Linked DNA regions of Sus scrofa: region 1 is linked to region 2. Evidence: chromatin contacts called from public HiChIP or PLAC-seq data. All regions are on one chromosome and are shown on one strand. Each heading gives the region's core, a stretch centred on a gene start, on an enhancer-like site or on the middle of the called end of the contact. The rest is flanking DNA. Distances are from core to core; before and after follow the strand shown. Region 1 holds the start of LOC102163719. Region 2 overlaps TET3 (methylcytosine dioxygenase TET3).

Region 1 (5,561 bases), core at 1,804-4,303, 40 kb before region 2:
TTATTAAGTGACCTTGAGCAAATTACCTAATCTGTTTCCTTATCTGTAAAGTGGGTTTAATGATAGCACCTATCTCACAAGGTTGTTCTACGGATTAAAGAATAATTGCCGTGTATTAAGCCCTATGTTAAGTATTGAGTTTCTTGGATGATGATGAGTACCATGTCCAAGGTCATTCTGCTAGCAAGTGCAGAGCCAGGTCTGCGACCCACCATTCTGACTCCTAGGCCACCTTCTTTATTGTCACGCTATCTGGAGATTGTCTATCAAACAGGGAAATGTTTCCAGTATAAGGTTAAGTAAAAAGAGGACAGCAAACTGCATAATCAATGTGAGTACAGCCATATCAAACCCCAAAAAAGGAACTGATTACAAATAGAAAAGACTAGAAGGAAGCAGAGCTAATGGTTCAATGTGGCTGTGCTTGGGTTATTTTTGTCTTCTAATTCTGTTTCCTACACTTCCTTTAATATACATAATTTTTGCCGAAAGCATTTAAAACATTAAACACAGTCACAACTACACTGTTCTCACGTTGGATTGAAAATTACACTCTATTGGTATCTCTTCTCAGTTTTAGACCTACTTCCCCAACCGAAATTCTTTCCTACTCTCAAACGCCGGAGTAGGAAGTAGGTAGTGCAGCCATGTTCACCACCCTCCCCACAGCTGACAACCTGGCCCCTGGAGCCAGGCTGTCAAAAACAGGCCTGTGAGGAGGGAGGGAAGTCCCAGACAGAACCGGGGCTTCTCCTCCCGCCTAGGGCTTTCTGGACAACTCTACTTGAGATCAATTACTTTTTTTTTTTTTTTCTCCCCTTCTAAATAACCGGCCGAATGCTCTTTTTCCAGTTCTGGCTGAGTTGTTAGCTTCAGCCGGGTGGCGAAGCCTGCCAGGTACCTGGCTCCGTGAACACCGCCCAAACTGGTCAGGCCAGTCTGCCCTGTGGTTGCTTCTGCCAGGACTTGCCCGTGTGTATGTTTGTGTGTGTGTGTGTGCGTGTGTGTGTAAGAGACCCACCCTTCTCCCCAGCAACCCAGGTAGGTGGAAGGCAGCTTCGGGGACCAGCCTGGCAGTCAGGCCAGATGGGTGGAGCTGAATTAATCTAACCTGGAATTTCAACTTGGCCTGCACAACAGGTGAGGGAAAAAAGCAGCAGAGAGAACGGGCAGTTTGGCAACTTGGAAATATTCTTAGGTCTTGCCCCTTGCCTCCTGCCTGGAAAAGAGCCCAGGGTGACTTTTCAAAGTGTCTGTGCCGGGTTACAGGGCTCGGTTGCGCCACGGCCCACTCGTAGCATGTCCGAGCCCCTCCTGTACGCGTCCTCCTCAGTTACCCTCCGCGACGCGCCTGTTCCCCCTCCTCTGGGAGGCAGGGCGGGGGTATCGGATTAGTCTTTGTTTTCGACGCGAAAGAGCCGAGCGCGGCGCGGGGGAGGCTCGCGATGGCAGGGCCCCTGGGTCCGCCTGGGTAGGGCGCTCGGCCGTGACCCCCCGCAAGGGTGCCTCCCGGCTGGCCCGCGGCCTCTGCTCGCGGGTATCCCCTCCTTGCCCGCCAGGCTGACTCGGTACGCAGACGCACGATGTCCCTCATTGTCCTGCCTCGGAATGGGCGAGCGGCGGCCAGGAGAGGAGAGTCAGTCGGGGCCGGAGCTCAGGGCTCCTGGGGGCAACGGGGCCGTCCCACACTGCTCGGTCCGCAGGGAGTGGCAGGAAGTGGGGACACCGAGGCCCGCTCCGCCGAGGGCCTAGGCTGGGAGGTCCGTGTGCCCCACCCCGCGCTGCCCGCCGCGCCCGCCAGGGCTGCAGAAGCGGTGGAGGGCGGGGGCGGCCAGCCCGAGGAGGGCGGCCGGGTCCCGGGAGACTGACCGCGGAGGAGGGGAGGTACTGCAGGTGCAAAGGCGCGGCGATCGGGCCGGGCCCTGCCCCCACCCGCTCGAGGGCCGCCCGCGCCGTCCCCTCCCCCTCCGCGGAACTCCCCCCTCGCGTAGCCCCGAACCCGGCGGAGGGGGCGGCGGCGGGGCCGGCGGGGCTCGGCGGGGCCGCACGTGCGCGCCCTCCCGGGCGGGGGAGTCCCCGGGCGAGCACGTGCCGCGGCGCGCGGGGGGCGGGGAGTCCCGCGGACGCCTTCATTGCTGCTGCTGCTGCCGCCGCGGCCGCCGCTGCCTCTTCCTTCCTCCTGCGCCGTCCCCTCCTCGGCCCGGGCGGGGGGCTCCGTGCGCCGAGCTCGGCCGGGCCAGGCGCTCCAGGAGGCGGGCGCCCCAGGCGGCGGCGGCGGCCGCGACGGTGGTGGCGGCGGTGCGGGCCGGGAAACTTTGCCCCTTTGTGCGCTCCGCCCCGGAGGCGGCGGGCAGGTCGGTGCAGTCGGTGCCTTTCCGGCTCCGGGGTGGGGGAGGGGAGGCGTAGGGGGCCCGGCCCCGGGGGGAGGGGATGGCCCGGGGGCCGCCCGGGGGGGCCGCTACTTTGTTGCGGGGGACGGGGCGGGGGTGCTGCGGGTCACAGTGTAGCCTAGCCGGGCGGAGGCGGCGGGGCGGGGCGGGGGCTGCGGAGCCGCCGGAGCTGAGCGGCGGAGGCCCCAGAACAAAGGAGCCCGAGCGGCGGCGCGCGCGCGGCCGGGCCCAAGCCGGAGCGCGCCCCCCTCCCCGCGCCCCCTCGGCGGAGCGGGCCGCCCTCCCCGTCCGGCCGGCGGGCAGAGGGGCGCGGCGGGGCGGCCGGCGCGGGCTACCCCGGGCGCGCCCCCCTCCAGGCCGCTTGCGTGTCGGGGGCTCCCGGGCAGCTCTTCCGAGTGAAGCTCTCCGCAAACTTTATTTTGAAAGCTGGGCTCCCTTCGGGAGGCCCCAGCGACCTCCAGTGAGGGGTGTGTGGGAATTTTGGCGAAACTCTGCCCAACCCGTGGGGGTGGGGCAGAGGACAACTTCCTTAGAAAGCTCACCTTGACCACCCCCTTAAATTCGCCGGCCAGGTTTCCCCTCGCACCCCGTCAGGCCCCAGGCCTCCTCCTTCAGGCGGCGGGTGCTAGTGCGCCCTGCCAGAGGTTCTGGGCAGAACTTCATGAGGGCAAGCAAGCCTCTACTCTTCCTCTATCTTCTCTTTCCCAGAAGCAGGAAGAGGTAACATGTGAAAGTTGTCCCCGGGCCCGAGCCCTGAGTGATGCGCTTCCCCTTTCTGTCTCTCTTTCAGGCAGCGCTGCCTTCTCCATCATCCTGACCCGGGAGAAAGATATACTGGAGGAGAAGCTCCTCACCCTGCCCTGCCCCCATCACACAGCCACCTGCTCACCTCATGCCTGGGTCTAGGGTGGGTGAGGGTGAAGAACCCACCCAGCCAAGATGATCCCTTCTTTGGGGACTGCCGCTGGTATCCTCCCCCAGATCCCGGGCCCCAGCAGGTGGGAGAGCGGCCCCCAACTGAGTCCTATCACATTGCTGCAGAGGAGGTGAAGAAGGGTTGAGAAGAGGCGCCCATTCCGCAGCCTGGAGCTACTTGCCTTCACCCTGTAGTCTCGCGACTGCTTTAGGAGAGAAGGACCTGTTGGCCACCTTTGCAGCCTGGAAGCTGGACTGCGGCTCTGCCCCCGCACCTATGCCCCCACCTCTGGCAGCATCATGAGTCAGTTTCAGGTGCCCCTGGCGGTCCAGCCGGACCTGCCAGGCCTTTATGACTTCCCTCAGGGCCAGGTGATGGTAGGGGGCTTCCAGGGGCCTGGGCTCCCAATGGCCGGGAGTGAATCCCAACTCCGAGGGGGTGGAGATGGGCGGAAGAAACGGAAACGGTGTGGTACTTGTGAGCCCTGCCGGCGGCTGGAAAATTGTGGGGCTTGCACCAGCTGTACCAACCGCCGCACACACCAGATCTGCAAACTGCGCAAGTGTGAGGTGCTGAAGAAAAAAGTGGGGCTTCTCAAGGAGGTAAGCTGGCTCTTGCTCGGCTGCCCTGTCCATTCCGTGAGGGTGCTGTATTCAGAGGAGTCTTGCTAAAGACAGATAAGCCCATTCTCCCCATTCTGATCCTCTTGGTCCGTGAATAGCTGTGGGGCTGTGAGTAGGAGTGTAGCTGTTCTTGGAAGCTGGGTCTGGGCCTCTGTGCTGGAGGGGGCCGACAGTTTGTAGGAGAGTAACTGGGTTTTGCAGAAAGCTAGCACTCTCATCTCTCGTGTTAGCATTTGATGTAGCTTCTAGCTTTATCTCTAGAAGTTTCTTGTGCCTGAAGTCTCAGGTGTATTTCGAGGTCGCATCAGTGCCTGAGTGATGTGGAGACTGATGGATGTGGAAAGAAAATTTGGAGCGATGGGGTGGTTTTATGCTGCCCTGATGGAGTGGGATGTTTATTTCCTCAGATCTTTTTGGGGTACCTTCATTTTGGGGATGGTAACCAGAAATGTTTGGGAGTTTAATGAGAAACCCATGATTTGGGTTCCCCTACTAAAGAGTACTCGTTGAGGTCAGGAACCATTTATCTATGTAATCTCAGGACCTGGCTCAGTTCCTTGGTGTGTAGCACGAATTGAATGAATGAATGATGTGCTTTTGAGTCCTTATCAGCCCCAGGAAGGAGTACTTCATTTGGAGCAAGGAGATAGAGGGAGGGAAGTTGAATGAGTGAGAGCAGAACGTGAAGTGGAGAGGCACTGGCCATCTTTCCTTTCCATTCTGGTGGTGGGCTGCCGGCATGAGGTTGGTGGCAGCTGCAACAGCGGAGAGTTGGCAGAAGGAGGGACGAGCAAAGTTAGCAGTTTGGGAGGAGCGATGTAGCGGCTGAGGTCGCTCCAGGCAGCGAAACTGGCGCTGGACAGAGACGGAGGCCTGCGCTGTCAGTGGGGCTCCCTCGCTCTGCCACTGATTTAGCCAGAGTGCTCAGACAACTCAGACCTCCTCTCTGGGTCTGTCTTCTCCCTGGGGAGGTGGAGGGGTTGGGCTTGATAGTCTTTGAAGCCCTTTCCAGCTGGGCTGGGAACCGCTGTGCTTCGGAGAGCTGGGGCACCTGTGGCTTCGATGGGCTGGCGGCTTGCACGCAGGATTTCCCTGACCGCTGAGTGCAGAGCTGTGCTTCGAGCATGGTGGGGCTGTGGTCCCGTGGCTGGGAAGAAAGAGCCAAATGTTTCCGTCAGGCAAGTGGGTGTTTCTGCCCCGTCTCACCTTCTCTTGCCCACTCCCTATGGAAGCTGCATATCACGGCCCAGGAATGGCAAACTGGTGCCCTGCTTCCCTGGTCTCAGGTTAAAGCAGACATCTGGATCACACCTGCAGCCCCCCATCCTAGCCTGGGAGCCAGTGTCCAGTCCCTTTATGTTGCTGGTGTTCGGGGGAGTTGGCATGTGCTGGCCCAGTGCCCTGTGGGGTCATTTCTGAAAAGAGGATGGGATCAGGATCGGCTTCACTCCTGGCTGTGAGATGTGGTGTTTTGGTGTAAGGGACCTTCCCCGGCTACTTTGTAAAGCTTGGTTCCTTTGATCGCTTCCTTCTAGGGTTCACCTCCTTCTCCTTCACCTTTCTTTCACTCTGTTCCTCCCATAATCAAGCCCTCGGGGATGGAGGGGCTGAGCTTTCTGGGCTGGGTGTTCC
Region 2 (6,058 bases), core at 42-2,541:
GGCTGAGCAGTGGAGCCTTGGGTGTAGGTGAAGTTTCCAGAAGAGCTGGGAGGGTGAGGGTGGGGGCTGGGTGGAGAGCAGCTCTCTGGAGAGGATGGAGGAGGAAAAGGAGAATGGAGGAGGACCAGGATCCAGCAGTGTCACAAGAGCCTAGGGAGGGGGGTGTGGGGGTGGCAGGAGAGTGAGGGCCTGCCACAGAGAGGGAGAGGATTCCTGCTGCCTTCATTGTCCCCCACGACCTCAGGGAGGAGAAAGTAGATGAGGAGGGCCAAGGTTCCTGTTTCCTTTTTTTCCAACATTGAAGATAGGACTTTCAGATGAACACGTACAAGAACCCAAATTCCTGGCATCTTTCAGTTATCTGGGCTAACAGACCTGCTGTGACTACAGATAGTAGGACTTTGCACTGAGATGTATTGTGTGATTTCTCCAGGGGGTTGGAATAAATAGAACTTGTCTGCACCCCCCAATTTCCTGCCTTCTGGCTTCCCTAAATGTCAGCTTCCTTTTTTTTTCCATTTCCTCGCCCACTGTGTAAAGTCAGTCTTATGACCCATGGGTGGAGGCCCCTCTGCCAAAAGTTACTTTTTCTACAGATTTTTGGGTGATAGCTTAAAGATTCAGTTCTTTGAATGAAAAAACTTAAACCCTCTAGAGTCATTGAGCAAGAAACAGATGGGGGCAAACTCACTCAACAGGGCTTCAAGTAAGAGCCTGAAATCCACAGTTATTGAGACTCTCCTGCAAAGGTGGGAGCTCATTCTCTGAGATGGACTAGAACTCTGGTAGCTAGGAGGCGCCCGGGGTGGGGGTGGGGTGGGGGGCATCCATTCTTGCCCCAGTGTTAGATTTAGCCTTTGCACTCACAATTTTGAGCCTTGGAGTATGTTAGTCTCTCATTTGCTCCTCCACTAAAATGGAGGTTGGGTAGGGTTGTTGCAAGACTTGAAAAGGTTACATTTAAACATGAAAGTGCTTTCTTAATCCATAGGTTAGCACTCAGCACTCAGAAATGTTAGCTGCAGTTGCATCTTCATTATCGCCCTCCAGGGCGGGTCCTTTGGCCCACCTGAACTGCCAGTAGGTTTTGTACATGGGGTTTGGGGCACCTTTAGGGAAAGTGCAAGGGGCTGTTAGTCAAGGATTGGCTCTCTGTCAGTGGACTCCGATGTTGGCGACGCTTCTCATTTCCTTAGCTCTTTAGACTTTGGGGTTAGGAGGTGGGTGGTGAGAACCGAGTTTGAGCAGCTGGGTGGGTGGAGCTGTGGGCTCGCCCAGCCTGGCTGGGGACTGATGGGGGCTTTTCTGGCTCTGGGACGTGCAGTGCGTGGCTTGAGCGATGGCCCTGGTGACTGGGGCGCTGTGGGGGCGCGCGTGTGTGCGTGTGTGTGTGTGTGTGTGTGTGTGTGAGCGCGCGCGCGCGTGTTGCGGGAGGCGGGCTCTCTTGCTGTCTGGCTGAGGGGCCGCCTCTGCGTCCTGACCTGCTTCTCGCGCGCTGGCGGCCCCTCCGAGGCAGCTGCTGCGCCTTTCGCCAGGCCTCAGATGTGGTCGGCTCCGTTTCCTCCCGCTGGCCTCGGGCCGCCGCCGCTGGAGGCAGGGGCTTCCGTGTGGAGAGCGGGCTCGGCTCGGCTCCTCCCCGCCCCCACCGGAGGCCGCCTGAGGGGAGGGGCCGCGGCTCCCAGCACCCGGCTCCCGGCGGGTTACCAAGAACTTTGGGCGGGTGGGGGAGTCTAGGCTCAGCGCCCCATCTCAGCCAGACCCCCGCCTTCCCCTCCCAGAGTGCTGCTCATCTGTGTGTGTCACACAACTCTCTAGCAACTGAGCAAGAAAGTGCACCCACAAATTCCTTTCCCTGCGGCGCCCCTCGAGTCTTTGTGCGGAGGCACAGTTTGCGCACAGTTTCAGATGTGTGGTAGGCACTGTGTTCTTAAATTTTCCCCTCCAAATACAAATGTGATACCTACGATAAATTCTGGAGATTGTGAACAAGAAAATACACCCATTCCCTATCACCCAGAGATGAGCCCTGTTAGCATTTCCGCATATTTCCCTTGGTGTTTTGTATGTGCACACAGACATGCATTGTTAATGGAATTGAATTTTTAAATTGGGCAATATTTCAAATCTTTTTTTTCCACTTCAAGTAACGTCAACAGTTCCCCCGTCATAAAAACCCTCAGAAAGCATCTATGTACAAGTACATTGTTGAGTTTCATTTTTTTTTCATTGAAAACATTTCTCTGTTTTTATGTTCTATATCACTTTAAGGAGGCATATAGCCACTGATGGAATATTACATATTATCATTTTTCCCATGTGTCTTTGAAACATTGACTTAGTGTTTTATGTGTTAAACAGGTGAAGCATAATAATAAATGCATGTAAACTCCCTAGTACCTATATTAAGAACTAGAATTTTGCTAACATTACTGAAACCACCTGGCTGTTTCCCCAGCCCAATCCTCTTCTTCAGTTGGTATTGGAGGTATAAGCCGCCAGCCTACACCACAGCCACAGCAATGCAGGATCTGAGCTGCATCTGCACCTACACCACAGCTCACAGTTGTGACCCACTGAGTGAGGCCATGGTTTGAGCCTGTGTCCTCATGTATGCAAGTCAGGTTCGTTAACCACTGAGCCACCACGGGACCTCTGTTTTCCCTTGCTTTTTAAAGTCTTAATTACATATGTTTGTATTCTCACACAGTACCTTTATATGTGCTTTTTCCTTTGAGCTTTTTAGAGTTGGTAGACTATATACAGTCTTTTGATGCCCACTCTGTGGTTGGTAGGCACCTAGAATATTTCCACAGTTTGGTTTTTATGAGTAATGCTGCTGTGAGCATTTGTGTACACATTTCCTGATGCACATATGCAAAGTTTCTTCTGGAGAGAATTGCAGGATCATAGGGTGTGTGGACATTTAACATTAAAAGATGGTACCACAGACCTTTCCAAAATGGTTGTTTTGCCCTCTGCATGTGGTATATAAGAAAAAGTTCCTGCTAAATCCCACCAGCATTTGGTATCAGACTCAAATACCCTTTGTTGGTGCCTACTGCGTACCTGGTACTGTGGTACATGTTCTTCAAGTGTTGTTTAATCCTCCTGACCACCCTGAGAGGTTAGTCGGTAATGCTGTTAACCCTTGATTTTCAGGTAAGGAAACAGAGGCACAGAGAGGTCAACTTTTAACCCCAGATTTACAGATTTAAAAAAAAGGAGGAACAGAGAGGTTAATTAACTTGTTCAAGGTCACACAGCTAGTAAGTGGTGGGGGCAAGATTTGAACTAAACCTTCTTGCTCTTAAATTCTTCGTAATGGCTGTAGAACAGAATCTCACTGCAGTCTTATTTTATATTTCTGTTTTCTAATGAAGTTGTGGTTTTTACTTATGTTTATTCCTCATTCTCCTTCCATGAAAAAACATTTTAAAACTATTCCGCTACTGTTGGAGCATATTGTAATTCTTTACTGTTAATGCTTCAGGGAAGATCTTTGGCACATGTAATTTTAAAATTTCTTCTGTGGTCCAATTTTGTTTGCATTTCCTTAAGTGAGATTAAGCGTACTTGGTGGTTAAAAGTGGCTGTGTTCTTTTGGATTGCTCTGTGATACTGGGGAAGTTATTTAACCTCTCTGTTCAGTGTCCTCATCTATGGAGGTGAGGCTCTACCCTCTAGGCGTTTATGATGACTGGAGAGGTAATGAGCATGCAGTGATGAGTGGGATACTCGGCCTCTGGTAAGGGGGTCCCATCATAGCTCTGTAGAGACTTTTCCTAGTTCCTCCTTTTCTTTTCCTTTCTTCCCTGAAACCACATTAATTACTCTCCGATCCAAGGCATGAACAATCACAGTCCTGTGCTTCTGCCAGATACGACGACCTCAGGGAATTAGCCTCATTTCAGCTTCTTCCTGAGCATAACCCTAGCCACTGAGAGACTTACTCTATCTGTCCATTTTGTAGTAGGAAAAAAGTTAGATTTTTTTTTCCCACCTAATATGGTACATGGAAATTCCCAGGCCAGGGATCAAACCTGAGCTACAGTCGTGACAACACCAAATCCTAACTTCTAGGCCACTAGGGAATTAAAAAAAAGTTATATTTGATTTGATTTGATTGATTTTGGGGGGCCTCATCCATCACATATGGAAGTTCCTACCCCAGGGATTAAATCTGAGCCACAGCTGTGAGAACACAAGATCCTTTAACCCACTGCACTGCAGCGGAAACTCCAAAAAAAGTTAGATTTTAAAATGTTTTATTGATATGTACATAGTAACCACAAGAGACGTTACCTACCCCACTTCACACAAGGATACCCACTTTTACACGTGGCAGTCTCTAGATGTTAGATATAACTCTTGAGATTTGCTGTCTGCAGAGAGAGCTCAGATGCAGAGAGTGCAGACATGGGCTGGGTTAGCCAGCATGTACACACACACACACACACAAACACACTCCCTCTCATATTCACTCCTGCAGAAACAGGCAGATGTGTACATCCTCTGAAAGGGTTCCCCTAAAAGTCTCTTTCCCTACTTACAGATTTGTGTCATCACTACATCCTTGAAGGAGAGAATTCTCTTAAGAGATGAATAATTGATCAGCTGCCGATGGAACATGCCATAAACACAACCCCTGTGCTATTAGAGGGGGTAGGGCCATCCATTGGAAGAAATTGGTTTTATGTGGAGGTGGCTACTGAACCCTGGAACTGGGGAAAAGGGTGGAGCTGGAAAGTAGCCGTTGAACGGCTGATGGAAGAGCAGAGAGGCTGAGACGGTGATGTGGGCAGCTGGGAAAGTGCAGGGTTGGCACTTGCTGGCCAGCTGGGCGGGGAGCAGCCACCCCTATCTTGGAGTCCTGTGAGAGTTCATTCTTGGAGACTCCACTGTATAGGATGTGCCCCGACAGTGGCCCTGCCTCCTGGCCACTGGCCTTTGTGGAGCCTGCCTGCAGGCTTATTCATCCTGACTTAGACATGCTTCTTCCAACGTAGTATACAACTGATGGACAGCAGGACAGCCCTCAGGACTCTGCCTCGTCTCGTGTCCCCTTTCCTAGAGGCCCTAAGAAGGCCAGTCAGGGAGCACTTGGATCTTTCACTGTATTGGTCTTTATCTTTCAGCCTTCCTTCCTTTTCCCTTTATGGGAGGATTGCCCGTCTGTTTTCGTGTGTTGGTGTTCTGAATCAGGAAAGACTTGGAAAACCTGGTGCCGTGTCTGTGCCTTTCACTGCGTTATGAATAGGATGAGATGTTTGGGGTGGGGCTTCACACTTCTGCAGCCTTTCCTGCATGCAGGGGTTCTGGAGCCCCTGGGGTGGGGAGGGCAGGCTCTCGCTGTTGTTGAGCATCTGCAGATGTCTGAGAGACCAGCTATGGGGCATGGGGAGCATCGAGAGGAGTTGGCTGTAGAGGGGGAGGAATGGGACCCTGGAAGTCCTGACCAAGCAGGGTATAAGGCCAGATTCTGACAGGGGTTCATTCCTGGGCCCTGGAGGAAGACCTGGAGTCTTCTGCAGGTGAGAGTTGTGACTGCAGGTGGTGACATTGTACGTACATGCCAACCCTTAATGCAGTAGGTGAGGGGTTAGGTCTCTAGGCTCTGAGAAGGGCATTTATCTGCCTGTCTTCCAGTACAAACCCTGCTGCCTACCCCTGGTGAGGCAAGCACACCCATAGCCTGTCCAGGCCAAGCCTGGGATGGGCTGGAGCTTTCCCAGGGATGCTGTGGCAGGGAAGAGACCTGGTAAGGTAGGCTGTGTGGGTCCCAGGGAGGGCAGGCCAGGGTTTTGCTTCTGGAAGGGGCAGCATAGACACCTTCGGTGGGCCTCTCTGGAGGTGGACGGAGGGCAGCCTGTTTTAGGATCACTGGTCAGCTTCCCAAGTCCTACATGGCAAAGACATTCCTGATGGCATTGGCAGCTTTGCAGGCCTCTACCGTGTGCGCCACTAACTGCCCAGCTCCTGCAGGCCACGTCTCAAAGCTGAGGGGGTGAAGAGGCTTGTACCAGCCAGGTCCTAGGAAGAAGCAGCAGCAGACCTTCAA

The links. HiChIP or PLAC-seq counts read pairs in DNA pulled down with a chosen protein or histone mark.
Region 1: an H3K27ac HiChIP or PLAC-seq map of alveolar macrophages shows a contact between it and region 2. The contact joins the promoter of LOC102163719 here to the enhancer-like site in region 2. A contact is called at or near these places in 1 of 5 promoter capture datasets (liver), 2 of 47 Hi-C or Micro-C datasets (epiblast stem cells and fetal heart ventricle) and 2 of 2 datasets of contacts at active chromatin or transcription factors (alveolar macrophages and skeletal muscle).

The regions. Positions count from the first base shown.
Region 1 is chr3:69,017,557-69,023,117 of Sscrofa11.1, reverse strand. LOC102163719 reads right to left here and starts at 3,053. Exons shown (of 3, transcript XM_005662458.2): 1 at 2,977-3,053; 2 at 2,463-2,778; 3 at 1-2,371. The coding sequence starts at 3,053. The coding sequence ends at 1,655. It overlaps TET3 (methylcytosine dioxygenase TET3), which reads left to right and starts at 2,712. Exons shown (of 12, transcript XM_021087365.1): 1 at 2,712-3,908. The coding sequence starts at 3,606.
Region 2 is chr3:68,975,479-68,981,536 of Sscrofa11.1, reverse strand. The region is part of intron 2 of TET3 (methylcytosine dioxygenase TET3); the gene reads left to right. Among named protein-coding and RNA genes, the nearest start is that of TET3, 42 kb to the left of the region's middle. Within about 2 kb of position 1,291, at least 50 of the 83 cell types and tissues checked have an H3K27ac peak or open chromatin away from gene starts, as enhancers often do. A contact at or near this core is called in alveolar macrophages, epiblast stem cells, liver and 1 more, where this site is marked.